Linked DNA regions of Mus musculus: all the other regions are linked to region 4. A link is a contact called in public Hi-C, HiChIP or PLAC-seq and promoter capture Hi-C data. All regions are on one chromosome and are shown on one strand. The core of a region is the stretch at or near the end of the contact, and the rest is flanking DNA. Distances in the headings are between cores, read along the strand shown. Region 1 overlaps Epgn (epithelial mitogen). Region 2 holds the start of Areg (amphiregulin). Region 3 has its middle 25 kb from the start of Gm19610. Region 4 holds the start of Parm1 (prostate androgen-regulated mucin-like protein 1). Region 5 has its middle 38 kb from the start of Gm36303.

The links. Promoter capture Hi-C pulls out the DNA fragments that hold promoters and counts their contacts. A called contact is a pair of places that touch in the nucleus more often than the background predicts. HiChIP or PLAC-seq counts read pairs in DNA pulled down with a chosen protein or histone mark.
Region 1: a promoter capture Hi-C map of liver shows a contact between it and region 4, with 3 times the contacts expected there. The contact joins the enhancer-like site here to the promoter of Parm1 in region 4. A contact is called at or near these places in 5 of 39 promoter capture datasets (the 3T3-L1 cell line, hippocampal neurons, liver and 1 more), 1 of 484 Hi-C or Micro-C datasets (epidermal suprabasal cells) and 1 of 9 other capture datasets (adipose tissue).
Region 2: a FOXA1 HiChIP or PLAC-seq map of pancreatic cancer cells shows a contact between it and region 4. The contact joins the promoter of Areg here to the promoter of Parm1 in region 4. A contact is called at or near these places in 1 of 39 promoter capture datasets (embryonic stem cells), 1 of 115 datasets of contacts at active chromatin or transcription factors (pancreatic cancer cells) and 1 of 9 other capture datasets (liver).
Region 3: a FOXA1 HiChIP or PLAC-seq map of pancreatic cancer cells shows a contact between it and region 4. The contact joins the enhancer-like site here to the promoter of Parm1 in region 4. A contact is called at or near these places in 6 of 39 promoter capture datasets (the 3T3-L1 cell line, embryonic stem cells, hippocampal neurons and 2 more) and 1 of 115 datasets of contacts at active chromatin or transcription factors (pancreatic cancer cells).
Region 5: a Hi-C map of the G1E-ER4 cell line shows a contact between it and region 4, with 2.0 times the contacts expected there. The contact joins the enhancer-like site here to the promoter of Parm1 in region 4. A contact is called at or near these places in 10 of 39 promoter capture datasets (the 3T3-L1 cell line, Sertoli cells, cranial neural crest and 5 more), 4 of 484 Hi-C or Micro-C datasets (the G1E-ER4 cell line, the HL-1 cell line, LSK cells and 1 more), 8 of 115 datasets of contacts at active chromatin or transcription factors (T-cell acute lymphoblastic leukemia, acute myeloid leukemia, craniofacial prominence and 5 more) and 3 of 9 other capture datasets (adipose tissue, embryonic stem cells and liver).

Annotation. Positions count from the first base shown.
Region 1 is chr5:91,034,853-91,040,899 of GRCm38.p6, forward strand. Epgn (epithelial mitogen) reads left to right here. Exons shown (of 5, transcript NM_053087.2): 5 at 1-360. Among named protein-coding and RNA genes, the nearest start is that of Epgn, 10 kb to the left of the region's middle. Within about 2 kb of position 3,094, at least 75 of the 459 cell types and tissues checked have an H3K27ac peak or open chromatin away from gene starts, as enhancers often do. A contact at or near this core is called in epidermal suprabasal cells and liver, where this site is marked.
Region 2 is chr5:91,137,109-91,142,669 of GRCm38.p6, forward strand. Areg (amphiregulin) reads left to right here and starts at 2,491. Exons shown (of 6, transcript NM_009704.4): 1 at 2,491-2,766; 2 at 3,790-4,017. The coding sequence starts at 2,706.
Region 3 is chr5:91,096,990-91,102,578 of GRCm38.p6, forward strand. No RefSeq gene overlaps it. Among named protein-coding and RNA genes, the nearest start is that of Gm19610, 25 kb to the left of the region's middle. Within about 2 kb of position 1,787, at least 23 of the 459 cell types and tissues checked have an H3K27ac peak or open chromatin away from gene starts, as enhancers often do. A contact at or near this core is called in pancreatic cancer cells, where this site is marked.
Region 4 is chr5:91,515,452-91,521,586 of GRCm38.p6, forward strand. It overlaps Parm1 (prostate androgen-regulated mucin-like protein 1), which reads left to right and starts at 2,249. Exons shown (of 4, transcript NM_145562.2): 1 at 2,249-2,506. The coding sequence starts at 2,464.
Region 5 is chr5:91,810,304-91,816,255 of GRCm38.p6, forward strand. No RefSeq gene overlaps it. Among named protein-coding and RNA genes, the nearest start is that of Gm36303, 38 kb to the right of the region's middle. Within about 2 kb of position 4,193, at least 36 of the 459 cell types and tissues checked have an H3K27ac peak or open chromatin away from gene starts, as enhancers often do. A contact at or near this core is called in the G1E-ER4 cell line and LSK cells, where this site is marked.

The sequences.
Region 1 (6,047 bases), core at 1,844-4,343, 480 kb before region 4:
GCATATTTGCACATGGGTTAAAAAAAGAAACAGTCGTAGAAATACTTATTAGGGAATCAGTATCCCTCCTTGGAATTGCTTCTGCTACATGATTCAATCTTGGGCAAGTCTCTTATATTCTTTGTGGTTTGGTTCCATTCTCTACAAGACCCATGCAGTTCCAAAATTGAACTCTAATAGAACTAAAAAATACCTCCTATAACTGCATGGCAGGCAAGATTATCCTCAATGCTTCCATCCTCAGCCCCGTTTCTAACCCTCAAATACCCACGAATATTATCCTTACTATATATTGTCATGTTCAGTTTGTAAAATAATAACTTATTTTGAAAAGAAATAAAAAATGAAATTACAAAGCAATAACAGCTACTGTCTTTTCTTTTTTTTGGATTCAGTCTAGAACCATGGGCTTATTTCTTTTTTCTCATAAGCAGAACAACTTGATCTTGAGATTAATTAAAAGAAAAACCAGACTTAAATATGGCTACAGTGATAGTCAACCACAAGAGCCATGCATATAAGCTTTTCATCCCCTCTTTAAGAATACAGCATTCTGCTTTCCTTTGAAGAGAAGGAATTTCCTTGTCTTTGTGTTTCCTGCAGAAGGAATGGAATGCAGCTGCTTTCCATGTCAGCACTTTCTGCATGTGCAAGGTTACATCACGCCAAGGGGTGGGGAGTGCTGGTTCCACCCAGTGACTCCAGTAACCACACCTAGAAAGCTACCTCTTCCTGAGCATTTCAAAAGAGGTAGAAAAGCTGAGGAGAGTCCAGGAAGAAACATTGCAGGCCTACTTTCAGTTGACCAAGGACTTCCTCTTGAGGAAAGGCAAGAGATACCGTAAATGGTCACCCACATTTACTGTCTGTAAGTGCTTACATGTTTCAGACATAATAACCTCAAATTAGAACATCAGAAGTTGACTTCCAGATAATCAAATCAAAATGTTAACCAAAACAAAACAACCCCTTCCCTCCGAAAACCAGTAACACGCAATTCAATCTTCTTCACTCACAGAGAGCTATTTATTAACACTATAAAACACACCGAGCTAAACAACACAAAAACCTAGACTAGAATTTATGAAAGTTATCTGATTATGAGCTTCTTATGATCTAACAACAGGGGTTGCCTTTTCAGAAAAGATTCTCTGACATACCCATGGAGCCGAAGGGACATCTGGCAACATCTGTGCACATACAAAAAGCTGAAATACGTATACAATAAGATTCTGAGACGAACAACTCAATAAAACCTTTGCCTCAGAACTATGTTTTCAGCTATGTAGGTGGATCATCAGTGATGTGTTTATGGTGTTTGTGACAAAACCAGTCAGTCCAAGAAATTGAATTTCCTTCCATTCTGCCTTTGCCTCCTGCCATGTCTGCCTCTATGTCAGTTCTGTGAGAGTACATCCTTTGGTCAGCCACATTCATAAGTACTTCATTATGTACTTTAGACTATGGTAGGGGTGGCGCAAATCCTGTAATAGTACCCATACAAAGCTATTAACTTTACAAAAAAAAATGATTTACAACAGCTTGTCACTGTATCCCGAGTTAACTTTTCCTATAATCATGTTTTCATAGGATGAAATTATAAACTGACCCGTCTTTTAGAATTTCCTGCCACCATACAGATCTAATCCTTCAGTTTTGACATATTCACTTTGGTGATGTCAGTAAGATTTTCCTTCATTATATTTAATTGAAAAACAATGTCTTATGAAAATAAGACAAACATCAACAATTTAAATTGTTGATGTTGAACACAAGGACAGTGCTCGTGTGCCAAAGACTTGTGAATAAACCAACTAACTTCTTGACGTTACAAAATGTTACATGCTATCTTGCGTGTGATATAAATATTGATAGCTTGCAACCCACACATATGGGAAGGGTTACCAGAAGCCCTATTGCAAAATACCACTCTTTCTACCTTACATCATTGACTGATGACATCAGATAGGAACTTCTGCCAAGATGCAGTGGAAGTGTTGAAATTGAATTTGTCAGAGTCTGGCATTGCTAAGCTGGGTGAGTCCACATTTCTGTCCAAACCTTTGGCACAGATCTATCCAGTAGCACATTGAAGAGCATACTTTTCAAGTTCTGGATGATAGTTCTGTTAATTATTCAAATCAATCGGTGACCTTGGGAGACTCTGAGCAACTAGCGACCCATGTTCCAGTCTTGAGAAGACCCGTGTTTTAAAAAAATGTGTTCTGTTGTTTTATTTCACTTCGCTCCATAACCTAAATGAGGGAATACCTGCTGCTTCCGAAGAAACAGCTCATCGGGGGTAGGAATTCGATTACATGATAAGGAGTTGGACAGCCTCGCTCAGTCCAGTCTTATCTCAACACCTTGTGGCCCTTCATTCTCGTTTTTGTGCCTCAGATACAGGAGCATAGATGTATGTAGATTGAAATGCAGTTAAGATCAAAGGCAAGTAGCTACAGCTAACCATGTGGCTTGTCCTCAGGGAGTGGCTAATGAGATGCCAGGATTAGTGGTGGGTCTGTAATCTCAGCATTTAGAAGGCAGAGGGACAATCTCAAATCTTCAAGGCCAGTTTGGGTTACTTATCTAGACTGTCTTAAAGACAAAAAACAAAAACAACATCAACATCAACAACAACAACATCAACAACAACAACGTCAACAAAATTTTAAAAATTAAAAACAACAAATCATGCTGTAGATCTTTTTTTTGGAAAGAATGGCATCTCTATACTTTTAAATTTGCACAAAGGTATTGAATCAATATAAAGTTCTTTAACAAATCAAGGGAGCATACTAGTGTCCTAGCACTGCCATTTATAATCATTTCCAAGGCTTTTAATTAACCCAACAGACACACATTTAATTGTGCAGACTTGTTCAAGGACACACAACATTCAGCTCTTTCTCTTTGCCATAGCCTAGGGGATCTCTCCCGACAGGGTATGGAAAATTCATATTCTTGGTGAACCTAGAGAGGTGGCCAAGTGATCTACAAATGAAAACCAGTTCTTTTCTTTATAATAGACATAATAGCCTTTGTCATGGACCAACCACAGAAATTCCCTACTGTCATCTTCAGATTAAGATGTGCATACCAGTGTCAGGGTGGGGCCAGAACAGGAGAGAAGAGCCTGCCAACAGGAGAGTCCACAGACTGGAGACTGGAAACAAAGCCTGGCTTATCCTCAAGACTCAAGGGATAAAAGGATCACTTGAGAATATTCCTCGTTGATCTGTGGACAAGTGTCACCTGGCACTGTTAACTTCCATGGGTGCCCTTGACTGAGGTTGGTGATCAGAGACAAGAAGTAAAGCATCCAAGCTGTCAGTAGAATTCAGTAGACCCCGTCTTCCTCTCCATTACCTTCAGTCCTACCCTTATCCAAATTGTTCCTTAGAGAAAAATATTAAATTTTGATGGACTTGATTAAGGCAACAATTTGAGATATAAAAACAATATCTGTGTCACTCTAGGTACAAGGCTTCTCACGCAGTCCTGGGGCTGCTTAACTCCATGGAGTCCTTTGGATATGAAATTCTATTAAATGGCTATAAGAAAAATAAAAAAACACTCTGAGAGTTATCAGGAGGATCCCACCCACAGACATTATCTCCTTTGGCTTCCATGTGTTTGTTTTACATCAAGCCCACATTTAGAAGCCAAGGTATTTTCTAGTGAAGAGAAGGCAGAAAACTGTCTTGCATAGCTGTGGTTAGGAATGCTTGCATCCTCCAAAGCTACCGGCCCCCAGGGCTTAAGCTGCCAATTCAAGGTTCCTAGGAGCCTTTAAATCTGCCAACTTGGTTGTTTGGATTAGTGTTATGGTCTTTCCTCATCTTAATTTAATTACCAGGAGGCCTGTAGAGGGCCCTGTTGCACTGCAAACCTCACAGGGCAGAGAAAAACCTCAGATCAAAGAGTTGCCCAGGAATGTACCTGCTAGGAGAAGCCACACTCACCTGGGAGCTGGCAAGGTGCCAGCTGATGACTCAGACACTGCCCTGCCCACATCCCTAGCTGCTTCCTGCTACAATACATGCTGGGTGTGTCTTCTCAGCGAGTTAGCCTGCTAAAGTCACCTCCCAGTTCAAAGCCTGACACCAGCTTCTCCCATCCCCCATGCCCCACAACTGATATAAATATCTTTATTAACTCCTCCTTTCGACTGTTACCCTTAATAATATTAGTCAATTGTTTTTCATTAACTTACTTTATACACAGCGCCCCTCCTCCCTGCCCAGTCTCACCCTCATAAATCCCTCCTCCTGTTACCCCCTTCCCCTTGCATACCACTTCACCTTGGGACATCTGTTCATAGCAAGACAGTCCAGCTAGGGGAAGGAGATCCAATGGCAGGCAACAGAGTCAGAGACAGCCCAGCTCCAATTGTTAGGAGACCCACATGTAGACCAAGCAGCATATCTGCTAGAGATGTGTAAGGGACCTAGGTCCAGCCCCTGCATACTTTTTGATTGGTGGTTCAGTCTCTATGAGCTCCCATGGGATCAAGTTGGTTAACTCGGTAGGTCTTCTTGTGGTGTCCTTGAACCCCTGGGCTCACTTATTCCTATCTCCCAGTCTTCCTCAATACTCCCCAGGTTCCATCTGATGTTTGGCTGTGGGTTTCTGCATCTGTTTTTATCTGCTGCTGGATGAAGTCTCTCAGATGACAGCTATGCTAGGCTCTTATCTGCAAGCACAGCAGAGTATCATTAATAGTGACAGGGGTTGGCTCTCTCCCATGGAATTGTCATTAACTTTCTTATCTACCCAAATTTTGGTAAAAGTCACAAGGACACAATTCCAAGGCCTCTTATTACTGTGGATTCAAATTCCTGTTCTCATATTGCTTGTTCATTCCTTTATCAAGCTATAAATGACTAGAAGACCTTGCAAGCAGAATTTTCTTAAGTAAACTAACAAACGTAACATATTTTCCGCCCTTCATTGCTGACTTCTTGAGCTAATACGGAGGTGCAGTTGTCCCTACTCTCTTCACGACTCACCTACCCCTTTTCTTATGCTCTGAGAAAACTGTTAATGTTTAATCAAGTGATGGAGAAATGATTTTTATTCAGTGCAACAAATTTGGCAGTAAATTGGCCCAAACTGGTCTAGAAGGTGGGGTTTAGTAATGGAGTTTGTATTTGGAACACTTTTGAGCCTGGGTTTGACTCACAGCTCAAATGTGAGGAAATTAGCCTAACCTGTGCTTGTTTTAGTGGCAAGAAGTTGGTTAAGAGTTCCCTAAACACTCAATAGAAAGATGGTGCCATCAGACTAAAGGAAGTCTATAGGAGACAGGAGAGGTGGTGCCATCAGTTGTCCTGCCTTGAGCCTGAAATTATGCAAATACCATAGCTACCACAAGCACCAGAATCAGGAACTGTGTGCTGGACAGACAGCCCCTTCTGCAGGGCAGTACCAGTCCCAATTTCCTGAGTGGTAGGTAAGTAAGCATGCTAGCTATCAGATGCTTCTTAGAGCTCGGCAAGCATCCATTCTCCAGTGTTTTGCCTTTGCAGGGCTAAGGCAATATATAGAACTTTGCCAGAAATGATAGTTGCTTGTTTGTTTGTTTTTTTGCATCCCAGTGGCACCCTTTCTGAAGATCGCTTAGATTTTTCCATTTCCCTCTGCCGTGTGTAAAGGTTTAGGTTGTGTTTTTCTGCATACCTAAGTTTAGGTGTCAAACAGAATATTCCATCACCTTCAATACTAGGTATGGCCTTTAAAGGAGAGGCCGGGATTTTAACTAACTAGAGCAGTGAAAAATCAGCCCTGGAATTTTTAGTAGCATTCTTTATCAGAGGCCACTTTATCTCTGTCTCAGACTTTATTCCCAAACTAGCAGAATGAAATCTTAGGTTTGTGAAACACCAGCTACGTAACTGTAGTAGCCTGCCTGAGGATGAGCAAGCTGTACGGAGAACAAAATACTCGGCAGTGCACCATAAGAGAGCAAAGGTTTATTTTGACCCATGGTTTCAGAGAAACTTCTGCCTATCTTGGAGGAGAGGGCATGGCTACAGGAGTGAGTG
Region 2 (5,561 bases), core at 1,241-3,740, 380 kb before region 4:
CAATACTCTCCTTTGGCCTCTGTAGGCACTAGGCACAAGGCACAGGCACAGATGTGGTACACAAATAGAGATGCAGACAAAACACCCATTCACAGAAAATAAAATAATGATAAATATAAGAAAAAGGATAATTAAGAAAATAGGAAGTAAAGATCTAGCTGCATTCTGAGCAAAGTCAAGTTATTGTGCCTTGTAAATAAAAGCAACATTTAGTGGCTCATTGAAAATTAAAAATTCCGTTTAAAGGAGTGTAAGAAAACAAGAATAGAATAGAACGGAACAGAGCTAGGCTAGCAACAACAACAAAAATGAAACCTGTGAGACTCGGAATGTATGTAGCCCTGTAAGCAGATTGCCTGAGCTCTGTGGGCAAGACTACATCATCCTCAATTGCAGACACCTCATCTAGAAGAAGAAAAAGAGGAGGAGGAAGAGGAGGAGGAAGGGGAGGAGGAGGAGGAAGAGGAGGAGGAGGAAGAGGAAGAGGAGGAGGAAGAGAAGGAGGTGCTGGCAGCAGAAGCAGCAGCAGCAGCAGCAGCAAGGACAGAATGGACAGGGTCTTTTTCTACCCCAGAACGGATGGGGAGCATCTTTCATCCCCATTGGTGGCCGCCCTAAATCGTACCTTCTTTCTATCCAAACTTCCTGCTCAGAAGGCCTCCCAGGGCCTTTTTCCCTTCCCGCACAGGGCTGTCTGTGATACCTACAGGCCAAATTAAACTACAGCCTCCTTTCCCAGCGTACTGTGAATCAATCCCTTTTATCTGATTTAGTAGATTTACTTAATCATATGTGGCCCACACGACTGGGCTCTCAACAAACATGGTGCTGCTCACTAAATCTCCCTCTTGGTGATTTCCCACACAAAAGTAAAGCACAGTTTACACAAAGTACTCCTTCACCAAACACTGAGTAGAAGTGAGGGCACAGTTCAGGACTTTTCTGTATCTCCTCTCCAAAAGCCCATGTTTTTGTTCTAAGAGTTTAAAACCAATAGTCCTGAAAAGGCTGATTGGGGGAGCTCAGTCAGGGAGGGTCGTGGATAAGGGCAGGAAACAGCTTAGAGAAAGTGTGTCTTGTTTTCTTTAAGCCAAGAGAAATCCATTTCTTTTTTTTTTTTTTTTTAATATTTTTTATTATTACCTATTTTCCTCAATTACATTTAGAATGCTATCCCAAAAGTCCCCCATACCCTCCCCCCCCCATTTCCCTACCCACCCATTCCCATTTTTTTGGCCCTGGCGTTCCCCTGTATTGGGGCATATAAAGTTTGCGTGTCCTGAGCTACTAGAGCATGAGAGTTCGGGGAAGTAACTGCCCTCACTTCCTTTGCAGCTAAATATGCCCCCAGTGGGGTTCGGTTCCCTCTCCTCTCCTCCCCTCTCCCCTCCCCTCCCCTCCCCTCCCCTCCCCTCCCTTCCCCTCCCCTCCCCTCTCCTTTCTCTCTCCTCTCCTTTCTCTCTCTCTCTCTCTCTCTCTCTCTCTCTCTCTCTCTCTCTCTCTCTCTCTCACACACACACACACACACACACACCAGTCTTTCTGCTAGCCCAAATAGCCCCTCACATTTGCTCTGTTGCCTGGGTGGGCCTGGAAGTTCCTCTAGCCTGGGTGCTGGAGTCGCAGATGTGTCCCCATTAGGGCTCTCTCTCAGGCTGGAAATGAGGGCCTCCCTGGATTCTTCCAATTTGAACACCTAAATCATCTTGACAACTTTCCTTTTCTATGAAACTTTCTTCTGCCCAGCAACCCTCTTCTTAAAGGTCAGTTTAGCCCTCAATCTCTTTATCAGAGCTGCAAGGGGCAGATTTCAGTGACAAACTAATTTGAATCAAATCTACATAATGTGTGTTTGAGTTAATTCATTTTTTTCTGCTTTTTACATCTGTCTTTTATTGGTTTGTAAAATAGGGGAGCACACTTATCCCCAGCAACTTATTATTGGTCTCATGATACAGCTCAGGTTAACTTCTCCCTGTAACCTCTACTTCAGTCTCCCTAAGTGCCACTGTCTGGCCACGCCCAGCTAAAACCTTAAGTGTAATTCGAGTAGAAAGACCAGCAAATACTGCAGAGAGGAAGGCCGCAGGGAGGGTGTCTGATTGATAACTAGGTTATTAGGAGTCCTTTAGCGCTTCGTTTATCCTCCTCAAAGTCTTCGGGCTAACATCACTAAGCCACAGTTGCTCTGAAAGCTCCACAAACATCCTAAAATGGGACTTTGGTACTTAATGTCCCGGCCTGCTGTCCTGTTAATGTATATGCAAAGAGTTTCTTTGGGCTGTCAGCTCCTCAGCACCACTCTAACTTAAAACACAACGCGAGTGGGAAAGTTTCTCCCCGCGTAATCAGGGCTCGATCCCCACTTCCTCCCGCGTCAGCTGGGTTTTTGGAGTAGTAACCTCCCGCCTCCACCCAGGGCTGGTCCGTGACGTCACGGGCGGTGGCTCCAGCGGGTCTATAAAAGCAGCAGGTGCTCGCCGCACCCTGGATCCCGCTTCCTTCGCTCCCTTCTGACCCGCGGCCACCGCCCGGACATCTCCAGCTGAGCCTGAGGCGCTGGCCGCTCCAGCCGTCCGGAGCCCGGCGGGCTGGGCTTCCCTGCGCCGGTGCTCGCCCGCTGCTCCGTGGTTCCGCTGCTCCCGCCGCCCGGAGCCGCTGTCGTGTTGCTGCAGAGACCGAGACGCTGCCGGCCGGTGGAACCAATGAGAACTCCGCTGCTACCGCTGGCGCGCTCAGTGCTGTTGCTGCTGGTCTTAGGCTCAGGTGAGCATCCGCCACCTCTCAGGTTGTTGCCCCTTGAATGCTGCTGCCTCTTGACATTCCCCAAACGTCAGGGAGCAGATCCCCTTAGCTCATACCCCTGAAATTGCTCATGCTAGGAGGGTGAGAGAAGCAGACGAAGTCTCTAGCATGACCCAAGGTCTCTAGCATGACCCAAGGACCAGCTGATGGAAACCTAAGAGGTCATTTTAGCCCACCCTTTTCTTTGATAACTAAGGAAACTGAGGTCCAGGCAGGTGAAGTAGTTTCTACAAAAGTAGTTAATCCAGGAGGATTTGAAGGAGGGCTCTTTGCCTTCTGTCTCCATTCTTCTGTCTAGTGATTTTATTTTTCCCTCTCCAAAGCAGACTCAAAGTGTTCAGAGGTTGAAAGCATCGCTGCCAAATGCTGTCTTGATATTAAAAAAAAAAAAAAGAATTAAAATGAAATCAAGGACTGAAGCTCAGGACTCCTCCAAGGGGTTACCCGGCTCTGAACCTTTTCTCTGTGTGATAATAATAGATAAAGACGGTAAAAACCGTTGCTCTTTGCCACTATTGGCACTACCTTTTGCATCTTATGTACAGATTCAATGGCTGTAAACAAGAGTTAAAATGTATCAGTACCGGTCAAAAGATGGCAGGAAAGCTTTGGAAAAGCGCACCCAAGTTAGACCCGAAGGGTGTAGGCCACTTAGACATTGCGGGTTACGTGATTCTGGGGGCATTGCCTTGGCAGGACTTATCCAATTGTGGAAATTAATGTAGGCGATCTGGAAAAGAAAACCCAGATAAAAGAAACTCAGTAATTTGGGCAACTGAGTTTGCTTCTTGGCAGACTGGGAAGTTGCTTCTATGAGCGACTCAGTCAAACAAAACAAAACAAACAAAAAACAAATCCCAACACCCAATAGCACACATGCAGTAACTGTTTGATATGAGGAGACACACATGTCTACACAGCAATGCTCACTTACTGAGACAGAAGTATCCGACTCATCTCTTCTTATTCTCTCCGTCCCTGCAGGCCATTATGCAGCTGCTTTGGAGCTCAATGACCCCAGCTCAGGGAAAGGCGAATCGCTTTCTGGGGACCACAGTGCCGGTGGACTTGAGCTTTCTGTGGGAAGAGAGGTTTCCACCATAAGCGAAATGCCTTCTGGCAGTGAACTCTCCACAGGGGACTACGACTACTCAGAGGAGTATGATAATGAACCACAAATATCCGGCTATATTATAGATGATTCAGTCAGAGGTGAGTGGAGGGCACAAGGAAAGCGTTGTCTGTGAGATGCGGGTTTTACCTCTGCAAAGTGGCTTCAGAAGGGAGATGGCTCAGTTTTCTAAAGGCTTTGTAGGCGTGGCTATTGCGAGTCCTCAGAGCCACGTGGAGGTTGCATCCTGAAAGTCCAAGGCATTCATCAAAACCTCATGTGCATGTTTAATGTTTGCAACTCTGGTACATAGACATAACTGTGCTCATTTTACACAAGAATTGAAGCTCAGAAAGGTTGTGTGCCGCCCCCCTACCCCCTTTCCCGCCTCTGGGAACAAGCAACTGAGTCAGATTCAGAACCTCAATCTGTTTGACTCCTGGGATGATGGTCTTTTCCAATATGCGACATGACCTCCATTCTGGGAGCATAGGTCGTCATTAACCATTCCTGTGAGCCTTGTAGCTCAACATTTGTGTCCCCTCCCCCACACTACCTGACTTAAAATAACTGCATTCTAACACAAATAAGGGGTCAGAAGGAATAATGACGAACCCTAGAAATGTTAAAGATGTATGTGTGGATTTTATTTTTATCCAAACTACTGATCCCTGGTTTGGTTGTTTTTTTGTTTTGTTTTTTCTCTCCTATCAGACAGATGTTTTTTTTTTTTTTTTTAAATAACGTTTTTTGTTTTTGTTTGTTTGTTTGTTTTGTTTTGTTTTTTGAGAGATAAAAGCTCACCACTCTCATTTTACTTTGTCATTTGGAGAGAAGAGGCCATTGATAAGTCAGATCTTGGAGGCAGGGCGAGGTGATATCAGAGTTCATTAAGGTCTCTTAAGACTTCCCTAGCAGCTTCCCTGACTCCTCCTCCTCCTCCAATGGAGTCTCCCAGAGGGGAGGAGGAATGAAGGAGGGACAGAGGCAGAGACAGGGATAAACCTCCCTTGGTGAGCATTCTATGACAATACCTTGCTTCTCAATCTTTTTTTTTTTCAATTTATTTATTTATTTTTTAATATTTGTAGTAGGAAAGGGGATTAGGTTGGACCATCAAGGCGTCCGGCAGCCTGTTAAAGGTGTGTTAAGTTACTAACAGTTCTGGAGGTCAACTTCTGGAGCGAGCAAGAGGCTAGCACCTAGAAAGAACTGCGGTGACACATGTACAAAGCTGAGACAGTTGCTGGAGCTCTTTTGGAAGGCTGTTTGCTTAAAATACCCAGAGGTATCTTGTCTGTCGAAACACTTCAGCACAGTGACTATTATTTGGCTTAGACTTCTAATCTATCTGATAAAATGTAGTGATAATTCATTTAAGACAATTCCCCTAGAGGGCTTACTCTAACTTGCACTTTATAATGATCAAAAGAACTTTTCTGTCGAAACACTGCATGGCCACGTATTTAACAGTACTTCTAATTTAGCTTTTGTTAATTCTCTTAAAGTCAACTCCTAAAACATTCCTAATAGTTATCCTTTTCTTAAGACAGAGGCCCTGCCTTTGACACCCCTGTAAGCCTTCTATTAACACGTCTCTTGTGTTCTGTGCAACGGGTGCTTGCAAACCCTTTGGGACTAGTGG
Region 3 (5,589 bases), core at 537-3,036, 420 kb before region 4:
AAACTTGGAATTTCTATTCTAGTGAGAGAATAGAGAAATACATACTCATAACAATATTAGTGGTAAACATTTACTAGTCACTACTAAGCGTTTAAATATATAACTCATTATACCCTTTAAACCATCCTATGAGGTGATTGTTTCCATAGATGAAGTGGGAACCAAGCATAACATACCCAGGTATTCCTGCATAGTGATGAATAAGATAGCAATACATAGCATGCTGTGACTTGGGTCTTCCTTATCTGAGTTGGTTAGACAATCATCTCTATGGAGATAACATATGAGCACAGCCATAGAGAAGAGAAAGATGTGGGCAAACCTACTTATAGATCCAAGTCTTCCTACTGCTCTTACCGGAATAGTAAGAGCTCTAATGTCCAAGGACAATGTGATGAGTTGTAGGCCATAGAATGCTCTAGAAAAACAGTAGCAAAAAAATGAAATGTGTGGTCAAGTAGGAAATTTAAGAGATACAAACTTTGTCTTTTATTAAAAACTTTAAATCAGTTTGAAATCATCACAGGATTATAAATAGGATGGTAATATAATTTATATTTCAAAAAGACAATAGTCTATTTGCCTTGTGGAAACAGACCAAACTAAGAACCAAACCTGAGAAGTGAGTTGGGGGCATTTTCATTGCACCAAAAATTGTCATAAATCTAGGGCAAAGATAGCAGTGAGAGTGAGCAGTGGTGTATGTAATGAAGAACAGTGAGCTTGGGATGTAGATAGAGAACACTTTAAATCAGCAGGACTTACTGAAGGTCGTATACAAGAAGACAACTAAGAAAACATGATATAAATCTGGGGACAGAACAATATTCCAGGATTTTCCACAATAGCCAGTCAAGTTCAAAATCAAGTAGGAGAAGGAACAGGAAGAGAAAAGGCCATCCTTGGTTTGATTTCTGCATTTTCTGTGATTGGGAGAGTACTTCTGGCTGATGAGAAGGCAGAGGCCAGATTGCACCAGAATGAGGAATGATAATGGCTAACCATTTATGTATGTATATGTGTACACATATACATACATAATGCATCACACGCACAAACCACACACACACACACACACACACACACACACACACACACACACACACACACCCTTATCCAGCATCACAGAGGGCAAATGGCATGCTGCTAGCAGTTCCATTATAGATTACCCCGCACTGGCAGACCCTCGGTTTTTCCTGGGATCCTTTATGCTGATAGACATGAAAAGTCAACATCAGAGATGAGAATTATTGATAGATAGAAATTAGGGGGAAAGCCACCTTTCGTTCCCTTCCCCTGGTCTCTGACACGCCTGTCCCAGGTAACTGAGAGCTGGCTCTCTCCCTGGGTTTCAGGAAAGAGAGTGAAGCGAGTGAGTCATGCTCGTGCGTGTGATGCCGTCTAGGTTACAGTGGGAGAACCTGGTTGTGGGAATATAAATGAGCCCCTTATCAGTGGGCAGGGCCTCTGTATACATGGGTTGGGCAGTGGAACAGAAGGCTGACCTGGAGAACATGCACAGGAGCTGCATTGAAACTTCATTCACTCCAGATGCCGTGGTAGCTCCTGGGCCTATTGGGAGTTCCACCCACACTGGACTATGAGGACAGTTTGGGCTAATGGACATAAATCTTAGCTGGCTGTTATTATTGAGACAAGACAACAACAAAATGCCCATCCACCATCCTTTCTGCCTTTTAAATTTGTGTCATTTACAACTCTCCAGCAGGTCTACACCCTCCAATGTAGTGCTCTGTAGTTTTGGACCTAATCCCCAGTACTTTATAGCTAAATGTGTGTTGCTTTCCTGGTCATTTGCCATTATATGATACATACTAGAAGAATTTACCCTTTATGGCCAACATGATAAAATCTTTGCCTTACTAGTAACTACCTAGGTTATAATAAAATCCCAAACTAAGACTATGACAGAAAGAGTATTGGAATTCAGTTCCACGGGATCAGAAATTTGAGCCCTAAAATAATGGGAGAAACCAACCTCGGAAATTAAATCATGAAGAGGAAAACTGAATTATTTTGAAGTCTTTGACGTAGAGAAAAAGCCAATGTAATATACGACAGAAGAATGGTTTACTATAAATGCTGGTCAAACCAGTTGTGTTATTTTTGCCACACTGTCCTACCCGTGACTTCAGGCTTGAGAGACTTTCATAGGAGACAAATCTCAGAGGCTGCACAGCTGCAGGGTTTCCTAGGTGTAGCTTTCAAAATTGAATTCTGTACCACTGTAGAGCAGTTATGGTATATGGTGTGTGTGTGTGTGTGTGTGTGTGTGTGTGTGTGTGTGTGTACGCGCGCGCACACACGCGCGCACATGCGCACGCACAAGAAACTGAGTGTTTCATAAAATATATTGTTGCTTAGGCATCTTTCCTTAAAAATACATGCTAAACTAATATTTTATTATAATTATAAAATTTCCAGAAATTTATTATTCTATAAATACTTGCTTCAAGATTTGTTTCAGTAAAATTTCAAAATATTGTCAAGTAAAAGTGTAAAAGTTCCCTGGTTTTTAATTCTGACACCTTCAAACTGCTAGTATTAACATGCTGATCTGTAGCCCTGGAGCATTTGACGGGTGAGCTTTTGTTTGTCTAACAGCCAAGTTTTCACAGAAGTGGGCTGTTTTATGTGCACCATGCTGTACTCTGTTTTCATCATTCAGCAACAGCATTTCACATGACATTAGAAATCGTTTAGTAGCATTTTAATGACATTTTACACTTAAGATAGACCATGCTGGGTGTATAGACTGTTTCCAGTTTTCCATAATTGTATGGGCATTTTAATGGCTTCTCTTAGAGCAAAATCTCTAATTACTTCCCCAGAATCAATAGCTAGTAAATTATTTACAATAACATGTACAATTTTGGTTTTTGATACAATTCTCAGACAGCCGGTGACAAGGGCTGTAGATTAGGCTGTTGATAGGCTAACACTCAGCTTCTTCAAATGTGGGTTGTGACAGAGGATCAAAAAACTGACTGTGGGGCTTCAAACAGATGGCAACAGTGAAAGGCTCTCAAGGCACAGCCAGCAAAAGTCAATCCAACATCACATGTGTAAGGAACCCAAAGTGTTTCTGGTAGTGTCTGCTCAGGTGACATCATGTGACTTTGTGGCAGCCTTAGTTCTGGACACACAACAGACTCACTTGGCACTTCACAAAGCATCAGGTCACTTAGAGCCATTACTGCTGTGTGAAACACTTCGGCCAGATGAGAGACTGTGTTATGTTATTTAATGGCAGTGTTTTATTATAAACACAAAGCTTATAAATATAATGGTTTAATTACAGGAAAACAGGATATTTAATACTCTCCATTGTCATTTCACAGCATGTAAATATCAAATGAGTCTATCTTGGCATTGTATTGGGTTAGATGTTTGACTTTGAAAAATCACTGCTTGTGTTCTTGCTTTGAGTTTAACTAAAAAATAATTAAACGAACATCGTCTTGGGGTTAATATGGAACTTCCAATCATCTACATATGAATGCAACATGAGCTTCTCGTTGTTGATGATTATAAAATTAAAATGTTGGTAAACTCAGAGAATTATTGCAAATGCTCTGTATCAAACAATCAGCCAAAATCTAATTCTTCATGTGAAGAACAACTTCAATTCTCTAGAACGCACATTTGTTGTCATCTTTAATAAGTGGAAAAAATCTCTTGGACAGAAAAGAATTTTTAAGTGGAAAGAGTTTAAGAGATGTTGGCTTCCTCATTCTACACAGCTCATAGACAAATTCTTTCTTCAGTTTGGAGTGTCTTCCTGCTGTTTAAAAGCTTGTGATTTATTGTGGGGAGAAAAAATGAGCAAGAAAGAGACAGAAAGAAAGTGAGGAGGGCTAGATAAATATACACAAATAGGCTTAATGCTGATTACCTCTGGATTGTGAGAATACCAATTTTATAAACATTCATGTATTTTACAAATTTCTACAATTAACACTGAACTTTCACAATTGACTAAAGAAACACACACAAGAAGATGTACTCTTCCATCTTAAATCAATCTTTTTAAAGAAAAAAAAAGCTAATTTTATCTATGCTCCACAGAACTTTCCATATTACTCAATAGACAATTCTCCAAGAGAGTTAGCAGAAAAAAATCTGAGGATTTGATAAATGGTTCCTTCACAGCTCAATGAACTTTCAGAACTGTTTTAGGATTTAAAAGTTGATTTTTAAAAATTGAAATTAAGACTTTTTACCAGTCTGGGTTCTCTTTAAATATATACATATGTCTATATCAGAAAGGGCTTTAGTAGAGTGGCTTACAGGAGGTGGAGATAGTCAGGCTAGTCCAACAATGGTGGTCTCCCATTGGAAAGGTCAAGAGTTCAGTTCTAAAAACTGCAGCTGGTCTTAAGTCTGTACTGGAATCCCAAAGACGTAGGTGCTAAAAAAGGTGAAAGAATGCCTAAGCAGGATAGATGACCTTGCCAGCAAGAGGGAGTCCAAATATTGAGCTCCTAGCACTGCTCTGGGACCACTCTATGTCACCGTCCTCTTTGATATTGTTCAACATCCAACAGCCTCTGGATCTATGAGTCATCTGAGACTTACTAGAAAAGTTTTGTCAGCCATACTTTCAACCTCGTTTAACCTTTAGGTTTCCCAACAAACCCCTATTCTTTGCCAAAATTAATATTAACTGTGAAGCATTCAACACTGTTATTTATCATCAGCCTATAGAATCTGTGGTTCTTCCATCCTGGTTGACTACTTCCTTTTTAACTGCTATGGAGAGTATATAAGCAGCTTCATGCACATGTTTGATGAGTCACTCTTACTGTACAATGATCGATGCTCGAATACGCCCCCAAAGTAAAGCAAGACAGACCATGAAACACTTGCCTGAAGACACATGTGGAGACCCGTGATACCTAACTCCACCTGGCAGCAGGCAAAGCTGACTCGCTTTCCAGTCACACTTTTCCTTTGTCTCTGTAAAGTGCAGGCACATTTTCAAGATGAGGTTTCCTGACTGGCAGTGCTTCTTGGAATAAAGCATAATTGTAAGGCCATCTGCTCATAGAGCTAGCAGATTCTGTTAACAATGCTAACTACCAGGCTGGTGGGAGCTAAAAGGCTTTCCTTTTCTACAATTGTTGGAATGAAGACAACAGAAAGACTGGTGTCTCTGAGGGAGAGCTCATTGATGTATTAACAGTCCACTTCATTAGCACATAGCTGTGTGTCACATGAAAGGAAGGTTGTCCTATCTAGAGAAGGTTTTTCTTGAGATGACAGAATGATGGGAAAATGCACACCCTGGAACACTACTGGATATGATCATCCCATATGGCAAGCTGGAGTGTATATGGTGGAAACAGAGAGAGGTTTGGAGACCATCATGAAGATAGTACATAGAAATAAGGCATGCCATAGAGATGGGGAAGGCACCAACATACAACTCTTGCTTTGTTTCCATAGGTTCTCAAGTATCAGGAAATTCTGTAACTCATGTGGTGAAATGTATAAAACCATCCAGCCAGCCATATAATCGTCCCTTTCCCAATAATTATCCTTCTGGTAGCTCAGGATAGCTTTTCC
Region 4 (6,135 bases), core at 999-3,498:
TGACCCATAATTGTTTCTGTCTGAAAGAACTGCAGGGATGGAAATGGAGAGGAGCCTGAGGAAAAGAAGGTCCATTGACAGGCCTAAAATGGGATCCAGCTCAGGGGGAGGTCCCAAGGCCTGGCACTACTAAGACTATGGAGTGCTCACAAAAAGGGACCTATTATGAGTGCCCTCTGAAAGGCGCACCAAGCAGCTAAAAGAGTCAGATGCAGATATTTGCATCCAACCAATGGACAGAAGCTGCTGACCCCTATGGTTGAATTAGGGAAAGCCTGGAAGAAGTTGAGAAGGAGGGCGACCCTGTAGGAAGACCAGCAGTCTCAACTAACCTGGACCCCTGAGATCTCTCAGACACTGGACCACCAACTAGGCAGCATACATGAGCTGATATGAGGGACCCAACATGTATACAGCAGAGGACTGTATGCACCTAACTCTCAAGAGACTGGAGGCCCCAGGGAGTTTAGAGATCTGGTGGAGGGGAGGGGGAGGTGGTGACATCCTCCTGGAGACAGGGGGATGGGGAGGAGGTATGGGATGGGGCACAGTCAGAGGGTGGGCTGGGAGGGGAATAAAAAAAATTAAATAAACTTTTTTTTTAAAAATTAAAAAGAAGAGCACCAGCCTTAAAGAGTGTCACTACCAAGCTCTATCCATGTGTGGTTGCAGACTCTGTGACAAGCAAAGCCCAGATGTCCACAAGCTTCCTAATCACACAGGTTGGCTAGACACGGGAAGGACATGAGGCCAGAAGGCTTCCGGGAATGTGTTTAAGACTCTGCGTCTGCCAGTTCTTCTAACCAGGGAAGCAGGAGAGGCAGTTCAGCTTTTGCTTGCAGTATCGTTTGCTTCCTATACCGACAGGAATCAGTACATGTATAGAGAAGAAGGACAATTATGAGCCCAGTGTAGTCTATTGCGAAAGTACTGCCAAGATCTGGGAGTGGTGCTGGCGAGGTGAGGCTGAGAATTGGCCTGGCTGCTGCTAAAGTGATGAACCCAGGCTGAGAGAGAGCGGGTCCTGTTACAAGATGGAAGACGACACACCAAACGACAGGAAAACAGTTCTGCAGAGCTGCTGAGGGCACCAAATGTTCCAATGCCTTAGGAAGGGTCCCTTTTCTCTTACAACTGTCAGCTCTAGTGACCAGGGGCCACCAGGTTCAGACTGCACCAAGCTGAAGGATGTGGCATGCAGCCCGTATGAGGACTATGAATGTCTGAGGTGCAGGGGGCGCAAAAAGAATGAAATGAAAGGCCAGGTCTGACTCCACTTTGGAGAAGCCCTGATCTTTGGGGAGGCATTCAATATGGAGAAGGAGCCCCCGGTGAAAAAGATCTGATTACCCTTCCCTAACTATAAGGCCTGGGCAAGCACTTAAACTTAAAGTTACTTCCTACCCAGAAAATGAGGATACTTGCCTGTATGAGGATACTACGGGAAGTAAATGACTTGGGTAGTATGTGAATGTACATTGTCCAACACATAGCCTATTGCCATTTCTCAGAAATTATTGTTATCTGTTATTATTGTTTATTAGCACTAATTATTATTACATAAAACTTATTTTATTATTATTATTACATTGTTTTCATAGGCCTGATGTACAAACAATTCTTACAAACTATATGAACATGACACATTCCTTAATTTCTAATGCCTTTGATTTCTTACCTGGGAAATAGTAAGGTTTATGTCTCTGGGTTAGTAGAAGGAACTTTAGCATAGTAACTAATCAGACGGCTGGTTCAGTTATCTGGGGATCATATATATCACCTGATAGTGGTATTTCTTCTGGCTAGGAAGTTGAATAGGCACCAGGAAGTGCGGTGAGAGTTTAATGTACACAGAAGGCTGTTTGCAGAAATGAAGGGAAAAGGTCTTCATCCCATACTTGGAAAGAAATGTGTTGATTCTCTGAGGTGACCTCGAGGTCGCCTCTCTAAGGGTAAGGAGTTTTCATAAGCGACCTAACGGCAGGGACCCACTCACACTTTGTTTTGCCTTAGCTTCCAGGACAGTGCAAAGCTCCCTGAGCTGTGGCTGAATCCACTAAAAGCTCAAGTCTAGCTCCCGCTGTCCAGCAGAGGCCGCTCTGGGCCGGGACTCCTGGGACCTGTGCGCCAGGAGAGAGAAGGCCAGGGGGTGGCCCTGTCCTCGCAGGAGGGCCGGGTGGGAGGGGTTTGGCGACGGCGCAGGCGGGCCCTGGGCTCAGGCAGCTGGGATGGAGCAGAAGTGCGCCTGGCGCCGCAGGGCACACAGCTGACTCTCCGCGCCACCTCCACTTCGCCTTGCGCCGCCAGACACCGAAGCTGCCTGGACTCGTCGCGCCTGGCGTCCCCGCTCCTCCCGTAGCCCACCCGGTCCGAAGAGGAGCTGCCGGTGCCCCGAAGCACTTGGTCAGACCCAGGAAACTCTTCTCTAGTCGCATCCAGCTCGGTACCGAGCACCAGAGTAATATGGTCTGCAAGGTGCTCATCGCCCTCTGCATCTTCACCGCAGGTACTTGGCGCGGTCCTAGGAAGAGCGGGGCATGGGGGAGGCAGCACAGGGTCCGGCTGATGGGAAGAGGGGCGACACCAAGAAATAAGCCACCACTGGAGGGTGGTAGGTCTGCAGGGGTGTGCGCACTTAGATTTGAGGTGTGCGGTTTTGGCAGTCCTGGAAGGGAGGGACGTCTGGGTCTTTGCTGTGGCATCCTGGGCCCCCCACAAATTCGTTCTCTGTGAAACAGGTGGCCGGCTAGCTGGCGCCTTAGAACACAGAATTCCGCACGGAGAGGAAAGGTTTCTGTGGTTTCTCCTTTGCTGGGGTCTCCGGGGAGCACCTGCTACAGCCCCAGACATCACTTCTTGCCAGTGGTTTGTCCGGACGTGGGATACAGAGGCCAGGCAGGGGTCCGACAAAGCTGCTGCTAGGAGGGCTTCATCATGGAGTGCGCTCAACCCGACTGGTTAGCGCTCTGGGACTTAGAGGTCTCTGGAACTCCGGGCGTCCCTTTTACTTAGGCTCAGGGATGATGCGGCACAAACAAGTCACAGGGGCAGCGGCCCAGGTTAGGGTCAAGCTTATGATCATTGTTTGAAGATTGCAGGTCTACTGTGGCCAAGAGCCTTCCAAAACTGTGGCCCTCTGTATGAAACTAGTAACTTGGGTAAAAGTAGGATACACACCCCCTTTTGCCCCATCCGGGTCTGTCTATCTATCTCACCCGGGTCTAGGGACTACTTGCAACCACGACCTTGGGCATTCAAGCCAAGCCGACCCGCGGGCTGCAGAGATGAAACCAGGCACCACCTTCTGGAGTTGGGTACCTAGGTTTTTGTCCAGGAAGAACGTAGCCCAATAAGGACTATGGATTCGGGACTATACTCGGGGTCTGAGGGTGGGCGGGGGAGAGTAACCCAAGAGAGTAGTCCGGTCTGTTTATCCAAGAATGCCCCGAAGCCTCCTAGTACAAGCTGATTGGAGATTCAAGCTTTAGTCCGTGTGTTTCCCCTCTTGAATTGCCTGGGTTCCTGTAAATGTGCCTCCCCACCCCCACTCAAGGAAAGTCACAACTCCTTGAAAAGAAGCTAGAAGCTTCCCTGGGGCTCTCAGAGGATAAGACAGTTTATGGGAAAGTTTCCCAGCTGAGCCAATAGCCTGATGGTGTTTTCCCTACATGCTAATGTCTGAGAGAACCTTTCTGCTCCGGGATCTGCAAGGTCTGGAGACCTGCCTGCGGATCTTTCTGGAACATTCGGCTTCCGTGGCGCAGCCCTCTTGAGAGAGGAGCCCTTAGATATGAAAGTGCAATAGCCTTCTCAGCTGGATTGCTGCCAAAGGTAGTTCCCTGGTCCTCAAAGGATAGATGTTTACAAACGGATGCGGAAGGGAACCCATTCAGGAAGCCTAGAAAACATGCACTTGGCTAATGGATAGATTTTGTTTGCTGAATTGATTTTGCCCCTTTATCCATTTATTTATGTATTTATGTATGTATTTATTTATTTCCTTAATATTTTTGAACATCTCTGTTCAAAATCAAAAGCTGGCAAATCAAAAGCAAAAACGGATTAATCCTAACAAGAAGCTCGAATAAGATGATTTACTGACTAGCTGACTGACTGATTGATTGATTGATTGATTGATTGACTGATTGGCGCATGCTTGATTGGTTGATTCTCTAGTCTTACTGTTCAGCTGTTTTCTGCTGAGAGACAAGCATTGCTCAATCCCCTCCCCCAGAGCCAGGTGGCTGCTGTTTCAGAGACTGGTTGAGCAGCCCCAGCTCTGTGCCCTCCAGGCTTCTAAGTGGGAGCAGAGCCATCAGGGTCATAGGCTGCTGTGGCCGAGGAAGACTTACTGCCTCTTTTTCACTACTTATGCACATTGCTGTCCCATACAGGGAGACAAGAGGCTGAGAGCAGCTTTCTCTGAAGTTTGTGAATTTGAATGAATATTTCCGTGGACAGTTTGTTAATAAAGCTGCTTACCATAAATAGGCTGGAAAATCATGTAAAAATTATCATAAATAGCTCCTGAGAGTCTCTGCATTCCAAAGTAAAGGATTTTCAGGCTGACATATTTTTTTTCTAGAAGGCTCTGGATAACAGCAGGCACGTTCTGGCAGCTTGTAGTGGGGCTCTCATGGCAAGCTATTCACCAGAGGATGCCCCCCTCCCACCCCCACCCTGCCGCCCCTGTTTTCTTTTCTCTCCAGCGTTAGAAGATTCAGAAAGAGTTGAGCAAACCCCTGAAACTGACCGTTGATTGGGCCAGAGACAGTGTTATAGCAAGGCTTTAATTTTTAGCTTAACAGATCCTCGTTTGTATGCATAGTGTCGTCGTCCAGTGCATACAATGGGCATTTAAAGATATGCGTGCCTTATCTGCAGCCTTGACAGGAGGCAGCTCAACATTTGTCCCCTGATTTACCTTACCTGGGATATACAGGAGTACCACATGTGAATTAAAGTCCAGTCCTGAGTCTCCAAGGTTTGGCCAAAGAACTATCTACACAGGGAGGAAGGCGGGAGACTGCCATGTGACTAGTATTCTGTCCCAAAAGGCTCCTCTCTGCATTTGCTTTAGCTCACTCCACTGTCATGGCTGCCCCTTGAAGCTGGGTGACCCCATCCAAAAATAATAATAAAGGCTTAAATATATGAGGTATATAGATAGATACATTCAAATGTTTTTTTTAACACACTTAAGAAAACAAAAGAAATTCATTATGTAAGAACAAACAGTCCCCTATGTATAAGAAGCCAGTGGTCTGACTTGTCCTGCTCTGGGTCTGCACTGCTTACCCTAGCCCTGGATCAGGAAGGCAACAATGCACCCCATTCCCAGACACTCTGAAACACTTATTGGTCCTCTGGTAAACAAGACCAGGAGAGCTAGAGGTATAGTCTGTAATATCTCTCTCTCTCTCTCTTTCTCTGTCTCTCTCTGTGTGTCTCTGTCTCTTTCTCTCTGCCTCTCTCTGTCTCTCTATCTCTGTCTCTCTGTCTCTCTGTCTGTCTCTGCCTCTGTCTCTGTCTGTCTCTGCCTCTGTCTCTCTGTCTCTTTGTCTCTCTCTGTCTGTCTCTGTCTCTCTCTGTCTGTCTCTGTCTCTCTCTGTCTTTCTGTCTGTCTTTCTCTCTGTCTCTGTCTCTGCGTGTGCATGTGCGCGTGCGTGCGTGCGTGCGTGCGTTCGTGTGTGTGTGTGTGTGTGTGTGTGTGTGTGTGTGTGTGTGTGTGTGTGTGTTCTGGATCCATCAGCCCTCTTCTCTGGATGACTAATGTCAGATAATGCTCTTTGTCCACACAAGTCCTCATGTGGGTCAGTTTGGCAGCTGTATTACAAAGATATTGAAAATGGAGCCTCCTTTCCAGGAAGGTTTGTGAGAGATACAAGGGAGAGTTGCTTGCGTCCCTTTCACCTGAAATCTGGTCACAGTGAAAGACGGGGCATCTTCCTGTTTATGAAGAGACCTGAAAATCACAAGCTCTTTATGTTGTCCTGTGGCACAAAGATTTTGTGGGAAGCAGGTAGACTCTGCAGCCTGACTATTTACAGAACCTACCTTTGTTCAGGGCAAGTCCTTAACCACCTGTTACCTCCTTATATTTAAAATTAGGGGAGGGGATCCCCTTGTAAGGTG
Region 5 (5,952 bases), core at 2,943-5,442, 300 kb after region 4:
TTGGATGATCCGTGTATTGTCTGGGAAGTATCTTGGGTTAGAAGCAGTGCAAGCAGCAATCTGACTTTGGAATGTCCTGGGAGATGTCACTGTGCGAACTTAATGATCTGCCTTAGTGCTTCATGGGCCATGGCTCGGTAGGGCTGGACTCTCGGGAATGAGGAGTGTCTTTCTTGCCTAGAACCGTGAGGTCCTTTCTTTACATTCATCTTGTCGGGAAGCTTCATCACAAGGAGGATGATACTGACTGCTGTCCGGAGAACTCAGCAGCACTTTGATTTGTCTCTCCAGGAAAGCATAGAATACTAATTTCTCATAAAGCTTTCTTACAATAAGACTGCCTTAAAGTACAATTTAAAAGCAACACACACACCTGAGCCTGCTAACATAGTCTACTCTCGTGTAAGCGTCTGGGAGTTAGTTCCTGTTGCTGACCATCACTAGATCCAACTTATAAACGGAGACTGTATACTTTGTGGTGAACTTTTACATTTCTTATATATGGTTTTCCTGGTTTTAGTTGCAGTGTGGTCAGGTGCAGGACTAGACAGGCAGTAATGAAGTGTGTACAGACACTCCTCCAGTTAGGCCAAGTTAACTAGTAGAGATCATCTAAAACTAGTTAGAGGATGATAACTACCATCAAATGTCTTAAAACCCACACCATCTTCAAGATGCTGTCTCATGACTGATGAATCCTCGTTGTCTCTGCAGAGCAATCCTTTGCTCGCCCAGTTTTATTTCCCCTTCATTGCTTTCACTGTGTGAACGTCTTTCCCACTTACAGGTCTAAGTGCTCTCTAAACACTTTGCCTCTCACCGTAGACTTGAATACCATTCGTCAGCATCATACAGAACTGACCCGCAGAGCTCTTTCCAAGGTGGGATTATGTCTGACATGTCCCCGTTGCTTTGGTTTTCTTCTCTCCCTCCCCTCACTGAGTTCCATGTTGACTACCTGGGATGCTCATCTCTCTGCATTTTGTTTCAAGTTTACATTACACTATACGTTGTGTATATATAAACACTTGTATATATGTAAGCATGTGGCAGGAACTGCATTTTTTTCTTTTATGAAAATGTGATCGTATCTTACAGGCTTTTCTGTGTCTTGTTTTTCTCATCCTGTAACATGTGGAAATTCCCTCTGGTTACCTGTTATGAGCCCTACTCTTTTACACCTAGTGGGTGCATAACATCACGCAGGAAGAATATTCCATAATTCATTCAGTATTTCCTAATGGTGCACACCCATTCCTGTCTCTGCTTTTGCCCAGTTAACATTATCGCAAACACCCTTAACTCATATCCTTAGGCTGCTGCTTCTCTTTCTGACCACCTCTGCCAAGTAATATTTGCTGGACCCAGAAATATATGTATTTTTATTTTAACAACACCTTTCATTTATCTTCAAAAGAGCTATAGTAATTCCTGTTTCTACAGCAAAATGTGAGGTTCTGATCCACATGCCTAGAAGGCGCAGATGGCATCTGAGAGCCTGGGCCACTCTCAGACCTTGGCCACCCAGTTCTTGCTTTGAGATTCCTTGGCCTGTTGTAAATGTGAACACCATCTTTTATCCTCCCTCAATTTCCTGTAAAACTCATTGTCTATTTTTTCACCTAGTGTTTATCTTCTGGTCAGTCTATAGGAACCCTTCACATAGAAAGCCTTACTGTCTCCTCTGCATTATAGAATTCTTTCCAAATTGATTTCTCTCTCTTTTTTTTTAAGATTTATTTATTATTATATCCAAGTACACTGTAGCTGTCTTCAGATGCACCAGAAGAGGGCATCAGATCTCATTACAGATGGTTGTGAGCCACCATGTGGTTGCTGGGATTTGAACTCTGGACCTTTGGAAGAGCAGTCAGTGCTCTTAACCACTGAGCTATCTCTCCAGCCCCCCAAACTGACTTCTTATTTGTTGATTTACTTACTATATTTTATATAAAAACCTTTTTTCAGCTTCATATAGCTTATGGTTTTAATTTTTGTGTATATGTGCATGCATGTGTATGTGCATGTGTGTGATCATGTATGTGAATGGGCGCCCATTCACACATACTAGTGCATGCCTGTGGAAATCTGAGAACGATCTTATGTGTCTGTCTCTGCCTTATACCTTTTGAAGGATGTGGTTTCTTTGTTCCCCACTACATACGTGGGGCTTGCTTGGCTACAAGCTTTCAGAGATTGTCCTGTCTCTGCCTCCCACCTTGTCATGGGACCTCTGGGATGACAGACCCACAATATTGCACCCAATTTTATATGGTTTCTGGGGATTCAAACTCCAGTCCTAACACTTGATTAGCAAGCACTTCCCAAACTGAGCCATCTTCCTAGCCCCAAGTCTGGGAGTCAGTAGGTTCCAAACATAAAATCTTGTTTATAGTCTCCTTTCTCCTGCAAGAGGTATGTAGATAGCTCTTAGATTTTTCTTGAAGGTGTTTTGTTTTTTACATTGTTTTCTTGTCTACACCTAATTTATTGCTCTACTGATATTAATGAAAAATATTCAAAACTTGGAAAAACAAAATGCAATACATATCCTTAATTGTTCCACTAGAGCACTTTGTCATATGTGACATGCTTGTGGCTGTGTATGTCCTCGATGTCCTTCAGCCCTCAGGACAAGAAAAAGAACCACTTACCACTTGCTGTTGACTCTAAATTGGGATCCAGGCTCTGCAGATTTTCATGTTAACTTGTAGGCTTTCTCCAATAAAAATTCAATTTTTTTTCTGTCCCAGCTTTCTTGCCCATTGGTGCCCTCACTTGTGAGTGCTATGAATCTTAATTAAATCTTTGATCCCCATTCAAGTTCTTTTCATAGAAGATCCATGTTTTAACTTTTATCACTTTTATCTGAAACTGGAAGGCATTTGTGTGTCTAATGTGAGGGATGTTTCGTATTATTTCCCTCTGTGTAATTAATAATACAGAGGTAAATAAAATGTTTAATAAATAATATTCCTTTCCCCGCCTTCCCGAATTGCAATGCTTGATTATTTCATCCCTCAGGGAACCCTAGTGTGCATAGTCATCAGAAGGTACATTTTTGTAAATATTGGATATCCAGCCAGGTCTTTGGGAGGCAGAGGGGGGATCTTTTCCATCCGTTTGCTTTGTACTATATCCTGATATTTGAAAACCAGTTACTTTCAGTGACTTTTCTCTCGGTTTTTCTCCTCTATGCATAAGTATTTTCCCTATAAATTTTAAGACCTTTTTCTTCTAATCCTAAAATTACACTCATTTTAGAGTTTTACTGAGTATTACACACTCTCTGGTTTGCATGTCTTGGTGGGCCTGGTATTTACTGGTCTTGAGCCTCCCTTTCTGGGACTGCGATGTGTCTTCCCATTTGTTCAGCTTTTGCTTTATGTCTTTCAATAACAATTTTATGGTTTCTTTACGCAGGCCCCACATTTTGCTATCTTTACTGCTAAGTATTGTGTAGATATTGAACAAGGAATGTTGGTTTTTTTTTTTTTTCTATTTCCATTTGCAGATGATTTTTGCCACAACAGAGAAAAACAATTTATATTTTATATCTCTATCTTGTGTACAAATGCCCTAATAAATTCTCATTATTTTTAAACAGTTCATTTGATTTTATAGTCTGGCCTGGAGTGCTTTTGGAGGGAAAAAAATCTTTTAAAAAAATATAGATAGCCCATATAATTTCCTGTCTATCTCTACATGTTTATTTCAACTAGCAACCTATCCATTAAAACATTGTATACTTTTATCCTAATGTCCCAAAACTGGCCATCGGCATGCATTTTAAAGTCACTGTTTAAGCTCCTTCTGAAAGAGGAAGAGTGAGTCTTGTAGGAATGCAATCTACCAGGAGGCTAAATAATACTTGGGAGACAGTCCAGACAGACCGGAAAAGATGAGATCTTCCACAGAGGCCCAGAGATGAATAAAATACCATCCACATTAGTTAAGGAAAGGGCCACTCAGAGCTGATAAGATAAGTTTTTAGCATCTTAGAAACAAAGAAAGGTGACAGGGAGCATGGGAGCAGATTAGGATAGAGAACAAGAAATACATTCAGTCAAGAAGAGGTTTTAGGGGACGGTGATATTTACACAGAAGCCCCTGAGACTTGAACTTGTTGTAGCCTTGATGAAATCCAAGAATCCAAATGCCTCCGGAGCACCCTGTGCATCTTCTAGAGAGGGCTGTGGCTCAGCGCTTTCAGAAGCTCACTCCTGCAGTAGTACACACCCTCTCTCAGCACCCTCTGCTTCATCCTAAGCACTTCCTTTGTGGTATTCTTAACTGTAAAGTTGGTTTTATCTTTTTTGAGGTGCGGGGATGGGGGTTGCTTCGTTTCCTACCAGTCTTTAAAATAAAGTGAAAGGGGAAATATGGTTATCATCTTTTTTATGTAATAAGAAGCCAGGACTCAGTTTTATGTAATTTAATCAGAGTGTTTTATGGTCCATAAAATCAGCCGCCTTCTGAATTCAAAAATGGTGTTTTCCTTAGGAAAGAAAGATTCACCAAGAACACAGGCTCTTCTGATCCATTTGTTTTTGGTGTCTGCGACGTTGGAGGAGGCTTTTACAGCTAGCCTGTGCTTGATCTAAATGTCGTGAGCGACACTCTTAATGTTAGAGAGAATATCTTCATTTAACATCATCCGAGGCAATATTGTTGCAAAAGATATTTGCTCGGTCTCATAAAACACCAATTCCTTCAGCCTGGAGACACAAAAGAGTGGCGAAACACTCCGGTATCAGTTTTCATGGGCCCAAGAAGAGAAACTCGGCAGAGAGAACAGCTGGATCCTCTTTAGGCTTTGAAAAGAACACTGAGCCTCCAACCAGACAGCATACACCGGCTGATATGAAGCCCCCAACACATACAGCAGAGGACTGCTGGGTCTGGCCCCAGTGAGAGAAGACTGCACCTAACCCTTAAAGCCCCAGGGAATGGGGAGATTTGGTGGGGTGGGGGTGGAAGGTGAGATCATCCTCTTGGAGACTGGTAGGGGTGGGAGCAGGTATGGGATAAGAGAGTCAGAGAGTGGACAGGGAGGGAGATAACAACTGGACAGTAAAAAAAGGTTAAAAAAAATCTTTTAAAGTTGCTAAAAAAGAAATAAATAAACAAATAAATAAATAAAGCAAGAATCTACTTTCCCTCTGCTCAAAAAAAGAAAAAGAAAAGAACATGGTGGTCTGCTGGCTTCCTCTCATCTCCTAACATCTCTCTCTGAAAGACAACCAACGTCGCTCTGTGATCCTGGGTGGGTATACAGTCACTACTCCGGAAGGCCAGGATCCCTGTGGTATGGTATTTATATTTCCCTTCTCACTCCTGTCTCTCACTAAGTGGCTTAGCTAGTGAGAAAGTGTTCTCTGGCCTGTCCATCACAAGCATGGGCTATTCCTCTAGTAAACTTGAAGGGTCACTGCTCACTTTGTAGCCATGACCATGACAGAGCACACAGCATCTACCCCCCCTACTCCCCAGCTCCCACACATTTCTAAAGAGAGTAAGAGATGCCCATCATTTGACAAACCACTAAATAATAGTAATATCTAGCTTAATATGCCTTCCTCTTAAGGTCTAAAGCCCTGCTTAGGAAATAATTTATTCACCCGTTCACCGTGTAGTTATTAAAATACAGAGCCACTGAGCATCTCCTGTGTGTTGGCTAACAGAAGTTAACAGTCCATCATCACGTGGTACACCACATTCCTTCTACTTTATACTGAGGCAGGAGAGAAAGACGGGGAACATTGGTAGGGAACAGGAAGGGAAAGGAGTCCCCAACCCTGTGGTCTGCTTGAAGCATTTCACAATCTGAGAGTCAAAAATCCCAGGACAATGTACAGAATTCACTGTGAAGGCAGCCTGCGGAGCAGCACCGTCTCTTATACGCAGGGGAATTTCAAACAAGAATAAACTATCAGTGACCACATAAGGCCT